Linked DNA regions of Mus musculus: region 1 is linked to region 2. A link is a contact called in public Hi-C data. All regions are on one chromosome and are shown on one strand. The core of a region is the stretch at or near the end of the contact, and the rest is flanking DNA. Distances in the headings are between cores, read along the strand shown. Region 1 has its middle 43 kb from the start of Gm39912. Region 2 has its middle 27 kb from the start of Gm46758.

Region 1 (5,524 bases), core at 2,137-4,636, 76 kb after region 2:
TATCATATGTAAGTACAGTGTAGCTGTCTTCAGACACTCCAGAAGAGGGAGTCAGGTCTCATTACGTATGGTTATGAGCCACCATGTGGTTGCTGGGATTTGAACTCAAGACCTTTGGAAGAGGAGTCAGTGCTCTTACCCACTGAGCCAACTCACCATCCCTGGAGAGATCATCTTGCCTGTGAGCATAAGGATAGAGATTTAGAACTCAGTTGGTAATTATACAGGTTTAGGAAAGTGGGTGTAGTAGGTTCTCCTGCATGGTCCATGGCCACACCAGCCCACTGCATCTTGGCTGAGTTCACAGTACCAGGCATGAAATCCATCCTACTGAGCAGGCTTTAAGTCTAACTAAGTGGCTGTTGATTGTCCCCAGGATGTAAGTGCCACTATGGCACCACTGAGGATGGACCTCAGTGCTTGTCCTTGTTGTGCTCTTGGGCTTTACGTTGGGTAGGATCCTGACTCGTTTTTTCCCCTTAGATGCTTGTATCAATGCCTTTGGATACTACGAATGCATGTATTCAGCAAAGAAGCTTTCATGGTGTTTCACATCAACTTTTCCAAGCCCAGTGTCTAAAGTGTATGGATCTTCAGCAATAGGGTCTGACGTTCAGGTTCTGGGAGGCAACCAAATGCAACAGCAATAGCTGATACCATTTTGTGAGTCTTATAGACTAACCCTGACAAACAGCTAGAAGGGAGATTCTCCATTCTTGACACTCAGCCTTTGGCTTTCTGGGGATCATTATCACTCCAAATAGTACACACTCACACACACACACACACACACACACACACACTCACACTTATTATATAGTGTTCTAAAACAAGCATAAAATAATACTTCCCTGTAAATTTTCAGTTCTCCTTAGAATTCTTTATCCATCCTCCCTCCTCGTCCCTCAGTATTGCCATCTTTTCCAGGAACTTCTAGTTCTCCTCCTACGCCTTTCAAGCATGTAGTAGATTACAGATTATAGACTACCATGGCCAGTTCTTGAACAGAAATTGTCAAACAATGTTTGGGGTCCTTCCTTAAGAGATTACTGCTTGTTTTATTTAGCCCTGGTTCTTTTTCCCCTATCAATCTGTCTACCCATTTATTTATATTTTTATGTGTGTTTACCCAAATGTATGTGTGTGCTCACATACATGTGGGCACACTTGCATACATATGCATGTAGAGGCGCAGAGGTGATGTCATGCATCCTTCCAGATCACTCTCCATCCTTTTCATGGAGGCAGAGCTCTCAGTTGAACCCAGAGTTCATTGATGAGCCAGCTTCTCCAGGGCATCCCTTGTTTTTGCCATCCAGTGCTGGGACTACAGGCTAACCACCAAACCTACCCACTTTCTCTACACTTCCTGGGGATTTGAACTCCAGTGCATATGGTTATGCAGCAAAGACTTTATACAGCTAGCCATCCCCCAGACCCAAGTCCTAACTTTTAGTAAATGACATTTTATTATAAAATAAATAAGTACATAAGCTTAAAATGGAAAATTATAGGTTAATATAACTTTATCATCTAGATAAACTTTTTGAACTTATCATACAACAGAACAAGGGTGAATCTGAAGAAATTATGTCTGAGGAAAGGATTCATCATTTGCTTTAATCGTTTCCTAAGATGTTACTAAACATGAGGTCATCCAATTTATACAGCAAGATAATCTCTTATTCTTCTGGAAATTTTCAAAATACAGCCAGCATGTTTTCTGACTAGCCCCACTTCCTGTGGTGGGGCTTAAACATCACACCAGCCAAACTTCATTAGCTGCTAAGATTTCCAGAACCTGGGATCACATGATAATCTTGTAAAATAGATAGCCAGCATTTCTTTGCTAAGTGCCACATATGCTGATTTTTTTTTTTTTACAAAGAATTAAAAAGAAAACACACACACACACACACAATCTCAAGTGGCTCCAAGTCACACGCTATTATCAGCTCCATCCCCAGGGAAGTCTGGGGAGTCCCTCTTCCCTCACTGATGGCTCTAGTTATTCCAGTATTTCACACTGAACAAATAATAACCCCTCCACCCTTCCAGGTTCTGACTGACTGCTAGTTCTGGAACAGTTACTAAGGATAACTTTTAATTCTGTGCTGGTTCATCATCGAGTAAAATAATGAAAATTTTATTTTCAATTCATTTTCCCCACCTTTCATCACTTAGACAATACCAATCTTCCAACATTTTCAATTACAAAATAAAATAACACAGCCTACTAGAACCACCCTTGACTACAGTGTGATTTTTTTTTTCAGCAATGCGTGGGAGCTTTAGGGTCTTCTGCAAGCAGAGCCGCCATATTGGGGCTGTACCACAAGGGGTGGGCCACACAGATATGCCCACAGGGCTCACAGGGCTCTTTTTCAAAACTGCTTCTAAAGCCAATTTCTGATATTTCGTTTTGTTCTTTTAGCTTGCCTTTTGACGCCACTTGAGGGGAAAACTGAATTCTACGTTCTCAGAATTTGTTCCACTTCTTCATCTTGGACTTTAAAAACTATCTTTTTAATGATTCGGAACTGGTTTTAACCCTTCATATGATGTGGTTAACCCCGTTCACAGATATGTCAAGAGGTAAAGACACGCCAGTATGGTATCTATCTCCTCCTTTGGAAAAGTGCAGGGACAACCACTCATTTAAAATAAGTTCATCTGGCTCCCACTCCTATACACAGAGCGCACATCTGAGTCAACTCCTCTTCCTCAGAAGCCTTTGTTAGTTTCCATGGGAAAACTGCAAAACTGCTCAAATGTGGGCATGTTATAATTAGAACCAAACGTGGGCTTTATGGGACCTGTCAGGATGTTTCTAGGAAGCCTGCTCAGTGTCGGCTTCCTGAGACATCCTTTCCCTACAACCATGACTCATCCCTGCTTCTCCTAACTCACCCCCACTTGTTCTGGGATGGAAGGAGTCCCACACGCTCCAAATACAGATGAGAAAGCTGGTGTCCAGACCATGAATAAGAGCACCGGTCTAGGGCTTGTGGAAGTGGGGCAAAGGATTTTGCTGGGTACATCTGAGGCCAGCAATATGGCGGGTGCATATTTATCACACATGGAGAGACTCATTTCTTTGGCAACCTAGCCCACTCGCTAATCCTCCCAAGCCCTTCCATTCCAACTCCTTTCTTCCTTTCATGAAAACACAGTACAAATTCTCTGCAAAACAATGAATCTGCTCCTCAGGGGAATGTACAAGTCAGAAAAGCTTTTAAGAAGAAAAGAGGAGCCAAGGCCTTTGCATAAGCAGGCCAGCTGCAGAGCCTCCAGAGAGGAGGGTGAGGAGACCGCTCCCGCTCCCTGCAGCCCTGGCCCCAAACCTCCTAGCTACCGCCTGTCTCCGCTGGCTTCCCACAACTCTAAACAGGCCAGCCCACACCTCCGGGACTGCACCCCTGTCATTTTCAGGAAACGAGATGTTCAGAGTCCATCCTGGCATTTCTGTGAACTCACAGAAATAATTCATTGACTCACAGAACCGAAAGAGATGATCTAGTCACTTTTATTTTTAAAATGAGAAAAATGCAGCCAGAACAGTTCCTCTGACCTACCCAGGCGCGCTCAGCTGGGAGGGCCGACCAGAATTCCTATCTCCTTTCCCTCTCTTCCAGTGTGGTTTGCACCTGAGCTGGTCAAAGCAAATCCGAGGTAGATTTGCTGTTTTCTGCTCAGCCTTCTTCCTATTGTTCTGGAAAACACCCTTCCAGTTTGTGTGATGGATCAGCTGAGCCAAAACTGATTCTAAAGAAGCATGCCTAGTACTTGTTAAAACTAGAGCACTCTAGGCCTTTCCTTGGAAGGTCTTGGATGGAGACTTAAAAAAAAAAATCAGTTTCCCAAGTGAGTCTTCTGGTGAGGCCAGTTCGGGGATTAACATCATAAAGCAACCCTGGGGGACAAAAGGGATCTTTGATGGCTGGGTACCCCAACAAGAATAGAAGAGCCATGCTGGGGACCAAGAATTTTGCCTTTTAGCTGCTTTTTTTAGTGGGTTAACCACTAGACCACACTTCCTCTCTTGAAGAAGCAAGGAATTAAAATCAAAGGTTTACTACTGATTCATGCTGCCTGCTAACACGGCTTATTGCGACATGCTGTGACCCTATGCTCCAAGGCTTGGAAACAGATGTGGGGAGGGAGCGGCCTGAAGGTCTGCTGGGTGGGGGAGGCAAGACGGCAGCTGGCCAAGGGAAGAACTTCCTCTGCAGCTCAGCTTTTAGCAGGAGTGGAAGTTAGTCTAAATTGTTACCATGCAGATCTGGAATCTTTTTTTTTTTTTCAATTGCCTGGCTCCGATTCCAGGTTTGCTCCATTCTGTATAAAACAAAAACCAAAAAACTGAGAATTTGGTAATGAATTCTCCTGCCCTGACTTTTGCCTCTGCCCTCCTCAAAATGTATGTTATGAAGCTACAGGTTTAGCCCCCTCCCCCTGGACCCTCACTCATGCCCATGTTAAAGGAAGTACAGAAAAGTTAAGCAACCTGCCCAAGGTTACAGTAATTCCAGTACTGCAGTTGCTTGATTAAGAGTGTAACTAGGCCATTCTCAGCTGCACTCTCCAGGCCTCCTTTAATATATGCTCATCATTAGGCAGCTGAAAAAAATGTTTGGGGTTACTTCACCCTCCCCTCCCCAGACCCCTCCACCTCCCACCCTCCCCCAATGGCAAAATGCAAACCCTTAAGTACTTCTGCAAACATATGCAACAATCTCTACAGCTGTCCGGTCCTTGCCTTTGCTGTGTTCCCGCCTATGGACTATTTAGAAAGAACCACATTGAAGAAGGCTGAGGAGTGGGATCAATGGACTCCAGGTGGTTGGGAGAAGAAAACGATTTTGTTTTCTTTTCTGCCTTTTCTCCTTCTGCTCCTCTTTCTTTTCAAATGGAAATTGTTTTCATATGAGACACTTCCTAGCTTGTATCTGGAAAACTGGAAAATCTGTCTGAGGTCATGCTGTAAATATTGAAGAGAAAAAGCTTTCAACCTTGAACTAACAGCTGACTATGAGGATAAGCCAGAGTAAAGCATTCTCAAAATCCTGGTGTCTTGGAAAGTTCACTTCATGCCCTCTCTTGCTGCCGTGGAAAGGCAATCTAAATTCATTCAAAAGCTTGTAACACAGGACCCGAATCGAAGATGATATGTTCAGTGCTGACGAGGTATCAGTGTGTATAGGAGCTTGTGGACAACACTAAGTACCTTGATTTGATTCCCCACCTCCCCCCAATCCTCACATGGTAGAAAGAAAAACCATGCCTGAAACTTGTGTTCTGACCTCCACATGCACACTGTGGCATACAGGCATATCTTCTCTTCAGTTAAATAGATAGATAGATAGATAGATAGATAGATAGATAGATAGATAGATAGAATGATATATATATAAATGTATATAATATATAGTTTCATTAATCATTATTCTTCTTACATTTAGACATAACTTCCTTAATCTTTTTATTGTTGTTTAGTTATTCATCCCTTTTCTATTCTGGATTA
Region 2 (5,633 bases), core at 775-3,274:
CAGGTGAATTGATAAAGAAGACGTGCTATAGACACACAATGGGGCTTTTTGTGGCTCCAGTGAAAAGTAGAATTATGATGTTTTCAGGAAATAGGTGGAATTAAAAACTTTTATGCTAAGCAAAATAAGCCACACACACACACACACACACACACACACACACACACACATGAGGGGGAAGTCCATCTCTGTGTGGGCATAATGCACATGTTATAAAACTTGAAAGGGGACCATAAGGGAGAGGAAGAAATCTAAATGGAGATGAGAAACAGGGCAATGAGACACACAGAATACAAAAGCAGAAGAAGGGGTTCACATATTTACATGTGTGTGCACCTGTGCGAGGCCAAAGATCGGCTCTCTTTATCTGGACAGCTTACTGAGTGGGACACGACTTTACTAATCTAATGTGTTCATGGTGTAGCTTTACTATTTCAGGCAGTTTGGCCAGAAAACCAAAAGTTACAAAGGACTTTGCAGATCAGCAACTTCATGAAGGACCAATCAACTCTTCAGTAGAAACTATTATATGATAGGATATACTGCAAGACTGTGTCTGAACAAACGCCTCTTCAGCATCTTAGCACACTGTGTCCATCAATCCTAACCACTACGTCATGGTCCTTACCCAGCACCAGCCATGCCCCTGCAGTAAAAGACAGGTTTCCATCTATGTAGGTTCTCTAGACATCAGTAAATACCCTGACATTTCCCATCTGTCTTCTGAGGACCTTTCAAGTCTGTAATAGGTTATTCCCTCTCTTCAAACTAAAAACCAACACAACTTACTATCACAGGTTCTACTAGATTTCAGACGCCATAGGAACCAATATTTAATGTGAGGCCCTAAAGCATAGATGCGATAGAAAAAGTCGTTATAATCCCCTCTTGTGGTTGCCTGTATGTGAAATTTGAGAACAAGGAAAGGTAAGATGTATTGTCATTTCATAAGAAAGAAAGAGAAATCTACCAATATATACTGCTTTAAATGTGATGACCGACTTTCAGGATAGCATTTGAAATGTAAATGAAGTAAATACCTAATAAAAATTGGAAAAAGAAATACAATAAAAAAAAATGTGATGACAGAGTTCCACAACTAACATCTCCCTTGGCCCTTATAGTGATGCCATGAGGTAAACAGGGGGATACATCAGGCTCATTATTATGAAGATGCCAGACTCTTGGATGCTACACTTGAGATTTGAGACAGAGAACTAGAAGACAACTATGACTTGTGGCCCAAATGTGGTCCAGGGTCTGCTTATGTAAATACAATTCTATTGGAACGCAGCCTGCTGATTTGTTTACATAGTTGTCCATGGCCACTTCATCCACAACACAGTCTTGCTATGTAGTTCGGACAGAATCCATCTGGCCCACAAAACCTGAACTGTGCACCACATGACCTTTTTACAGGAAAGGTTTGCTAATGCCTGGTTCAAGACACTATATCACAAAGTTAACTCCCAAATATATGGGACAAAGTTATTAAGCAATAAAGGCCTTGAAGATATGAGTCAAGCAGTTCTTCATGGGACACACAAGTTGATAAATTGCCAGGCACCGAAGAGTTATTTATTTGTGTACATACCTATTGAAGCAGAGTGGCTTCAAACTTGAGTTCCTCCTGCCTCATTCTGGAAGCTGAAGTGTGCTACTGTGCCTGCCCCCAAAAACGTTTTAAGTGATAAGAAGGGTCCTCCAGGAACTTCTCAGTCTAAGTGTGAGTCAAGGATGTTGGGCTTGTTAGTGAAGGATGACTGCCTGACCATCCCAGCGAGCATTCATACCGCAGCAATGAAGGTATTGTTGGTGACATTTGAACCCTAAAGACTCCCAGCAGGACTGAAAGCTGAAGGGCACACTACAGTTGCTGAATTGGCTATCATTAGGAACGGAAATGCACATGAAGTGGGCGAGCATGACTTAGCAGGAAATGCATCAGCAGCCTCCGTGGCTCACACAGTCAGTTTTCCTGGAACTCACAGAATGCATTACATCTGTGTTTGACTTTCCCTTTGGAGCAAGCCCTTGAGCCTCCCCACACTCTCTGCTTCCTGTGCCTATCCTTAGTCCTTCACAATAGACTCTCCACAAGGCCCTCCCCTGAAGTGCTAGAGCCAATATACTTTGGAGGCCAGCGAAGGCGTTTAAGTCAAACAAATGCTTCGTGTGGGTCAGTCGTTGTGACTCAGTTCCTCCAAGGCAGTGATTCTCAACCTTCCTAATGCTGTGGCCCTTTAATACAGTTCCTCATGTTGTGGTGACCCCCAACCATAAAATTTCTTTTGTTGCTACTTCATAACTGTAATTTTGCTACTGTTATGAATTATAATGTAAATATCTGATATCCAGGATGGTCTTAGGTGACCCCTGTGAAAAGTCATTCAACTCCTAAAAGAGCTGTGACCCACAGGTTGAGAAACACTGCTCCAGGGGACCACTTTCACTGGTGGAGAGCCGGATACTGGGAATTTATCTACAATCCTGCATGCCTGCTTACTTTGTGACATTCAAGCTTAAGGACAGAGGTCACAATACAGGAATTCGTCTTCATCACACCAGGACTATGTGGCTGACAGGACAGAAACAGATTGTAAACAAATAGAAACCAAAGTGGCACTGTGGGAATTTTACAGAATTACTTTTGGCTGTTTGTTTTGTTTCTCTTTTTTTGAGACAAAATCTCAGGACGTAGTCCAGGCTGCCCTCAGAATCACAGTGCTCTTCCTGTACCAGCATCTTCAGTAGTAGGTTCACAAGCAGGCGCAGACACAAGGGGCTTGTAAACCAAATCCTTTATCTGAAAAAGACGACATCTGAGAAGAGTTTTCTCAGATTGAACGCAGTTCTTCAAATGCTCACAAAATAAACATTTGAGGTTGGAAAATTGAAGGAATTTTTTTTCTAGTTTCATTTCTCTTTCTAAGATAGGGTCTTGTGTAGCTAAGGCCTGGACATTGTGATCATACATCCCCTGGCTTCTAAGTGCTGGGATTGCAGGCCTGCAACACCGGGACTGGCTAAAGTAGTTCTGTCTGATAAATAATAAAAGGGCAAGATAGAATCAGATAAATTAAATATCTAATTATATGTTTATGCTTCTTATGCAAGATAACATTACCAGATGATGTGAAGAAGCAATCAATGTGATTTTTATCTTGTACTAATGAAGGGAAGAAAAGCAGTAATCGGAGGAAACTTAATTAGCAAAAGTATGCCGTTGCTTCTATTTCATTTTCGTGGCTTGCTTTGAATTCCCTATTATTTTGTTAAGTATTTTGTTTTGTATTTAATTGTATATTTCTTTACACATAGAAAACCCTAAGATTATAAAGCATCAAATACCCTCTACATTCCCCCCTTTACTTCCATGGGGTGTGTGTGCATAGTCTATGTTTATATCTGTTTCTCTCTGTGGTTTTGTGGTGTGTGTGTGTGTGTGTGTGTGTGTATCTTGGAGTGAATCTTAAAGACCCTCCCAAGCAGCCAGCAAATCCAGCCTGACGGATGCTTGCTATACTCTGTTAGAATATCTCCTTAGCACAGTGGCCTTTCTTGACACCCATATGAGTTTCACACTCAGTGACATCCTATCCACTTACCTTGAACTATTTCACCTTATTAGGTTTCTTTCTTTCTTTTCTTTTCTTTTTTCTTTCTTTTTTTTTTTTTTATTTCTTTTTGGACAGGTTACTGTGTAGCCCTGGCTATTCTGACACTTACTCTATAGACCAAGCTGGTCTTGAACTCACAGAGATCTGCCTGCCTCTTCCTCCAGAGTTCTGAGATTAGAGGTGTGTACCACCATACCCCACCCAGCACTATATTCCACCCAGCATCCTTTAGTACTTTAGTAGCTTGCTTATGACCAACCTGTGTGCAGTTTCTCCAAGTAGAATGCAAGACACAACCACCGTGGACCTAGTCACTGCCCGTGCTCTGGGCAAAGCTTCCCAGGAGTGTAACTGGTTTCAAAACTCTGTGTTGAATGGATAAATGAACAAAAGAAAAAAAAATGAGTAAATGAAACTATTAACACTGAAGTTCAAAAGGAGAAAAGTGGTTAGTAATGAAACCAAGGGCAGACTGTGGCCCAAGGTGTGTGTGTGAAATACATTAAAATACATACATACAAATAATATGAGCTTTACATAATTAAAATCATATATCCTTTAATAATAAACTGATTCTTCTTAACTAGTATTTACGGCTATGGCTGAGTGTCAAAAGGCTGGGTGAAGTCAGGAGCCCCCAGGAGTTACAGAGAATAAATAATTAAACAGCTTTGGCATTTTTGTGCAGCTTTTCCTGCGGGGTAAACCAGGTAAGCGATGTTTTTACCAAATAACATCTAATTGAGGCCTACTCGTTTAGCTAGTAGTTCCCCTTTCATAGTTTCCTAAAACTGGAGCACAAACTGCCCTTTCATGATAGTCTTAGAGCTGTGACTTATTCCTCACTTAACCATCAGCACTCACATCATCCAAATGGGGAGGTCAGAGGTCACTGAGTTTCTGGCTCCTGACCCCAGCCCTATGCTAGGACAACCTGAGGTATTTTTTGTTGTCTTTGTTTGGTTGGTTTGTGTCTTAGTCAGGGTTTCTATTCCTGCACAAATATGACCAAGAAGCAAGATGGGGAGGAAAGGGTTTATTCGGCTTACATTTCCATACTGCTGTTCATCACCAAGGAAGTCAGGACTGGAACTCAAGCAGGTCAGGAAGCAGGAGCTGATGCAGAGGCCATGGAGGGATGTTCCTTACTGGCTTGCTTCCCCTGGCTTGCTCAGCCTGCTCTCTTATAGAACCAAGACTACCAGCCCAGAGATGGTCCCAACCACAAGGGGCCCTTGATCACTAATTGAGAAAAAATGCCTTACAGTTGGATCTCATGGAGGCATTTCCTCAACTGAAGCTCCTTTCTCTGTGATAACTCCAGCTTGTGTCAAGTTGACACAAGACTAGCCAGTACAGTTTGTATCCTGGTTGGCTGGCTTCAGCCATGTTGAACTTGCTGTGTAGCTGAAGACAAACTTAAAATTTTAAGTATATATATTTAGTATGTGTATATGTGTGTATGTATATGTGTATGTATGTGTGTGTATATATATATGTGTGTATATGTATATATGGTATATGTGTGTATATGTGTGCGTATGTTTGTGTGTGTACGTGTGTATGTGTATATGAATATAATATATGTGTATGAGTGTGTGTGTGTATGCCCTATCTAGAGGTCAGAGAACAACTTTCTTTTAGGAGTTGTTTCTCTCCTTCCACTATGGGTTCCGAGGATCAGACTAATACCATCAGGCTAGCTCTAGGCAAGCACCTAACCACCCCTTCCATCCCACCCCTACTACCCCATCCCCCTCCTCAGACATCTCTTGGACACTGACTTTGAACTTCTGATCCTCCTGCCTGCCTTTATGCCCTGCCTGCTGAAATGGCAGGTAAGCACCACCATAACCAATCTTATTCTGCGTGCGTGCCTGGGAAGCCCTCAGCTGACTGGACGAGATCCCCAGCCAATGGTGAAGCTGCTCCTTTCCCAGTTCATTTACCAGCTGAGAAAGAATTGCAACCGAATACAAAGAAGTCCATCAGGATCCCGAGGTGGAGACTTTG

Evidence for each region. Hi-C and Micro-C count contacts between places; a contact is called where the count stands out from the background.
Region 1: a contact with region 2 is called in a Hi-C map of embryonic stem cells, with 3 times the contacts expected there. The contact joins two enhancer-like sites. A contact is called at or near these places in 1 of 15 datasets of contacts at CTCF or cohesin (the NIH/3T3 cell line), 1 of 484 Hi-C or Micro-C datasets (embryonic stem cells), 2 of 115 datasets of contacts at active chromatin or transcription factors (CD8 T cells and embryonic stem cells) and 1 of 9 other capture datasets (liver).

The regions. Positions count from the first base shown.
Region 1 is chr2:117,015,180-117,020,703 of GRCm38.p6, forward strand. No RefSeq gene overlaps it. Among named protein-coding and RNA genes, the nearest start is that of Gm39912, 43 kb to the right of the region's middle. Within about 2 kb of position 3,387, at least 166 of the 459 cell types and tissues checked have an H3K27ac peak or open chromatin away from gene starts, as enhancers often do. A contact at or near this core is called in CD8 T cells, the NIH/3T3 cell line, embryonic stem cells and 1 more, where this site is marked.
Region 2 is chr2:116,940,612-116,946,244 of GRCm38.p6, forward strand. No RefSeq gene overlaps it. Among named protein-coding and RNA genes, the nearest start is that of Gm46758, 27 kb to the left of the region's middle. Within about 2 kb of position 2,025, at least 97 of the 459 cell types and tissues checked have an H3K27ac peak or open chromatin away from gene starts, as enhancers often do. A contact at or near this core is called in CD8 T cells, the NIH/3T3 cell line, embryonic stem cells and 1 more, where this site is marked.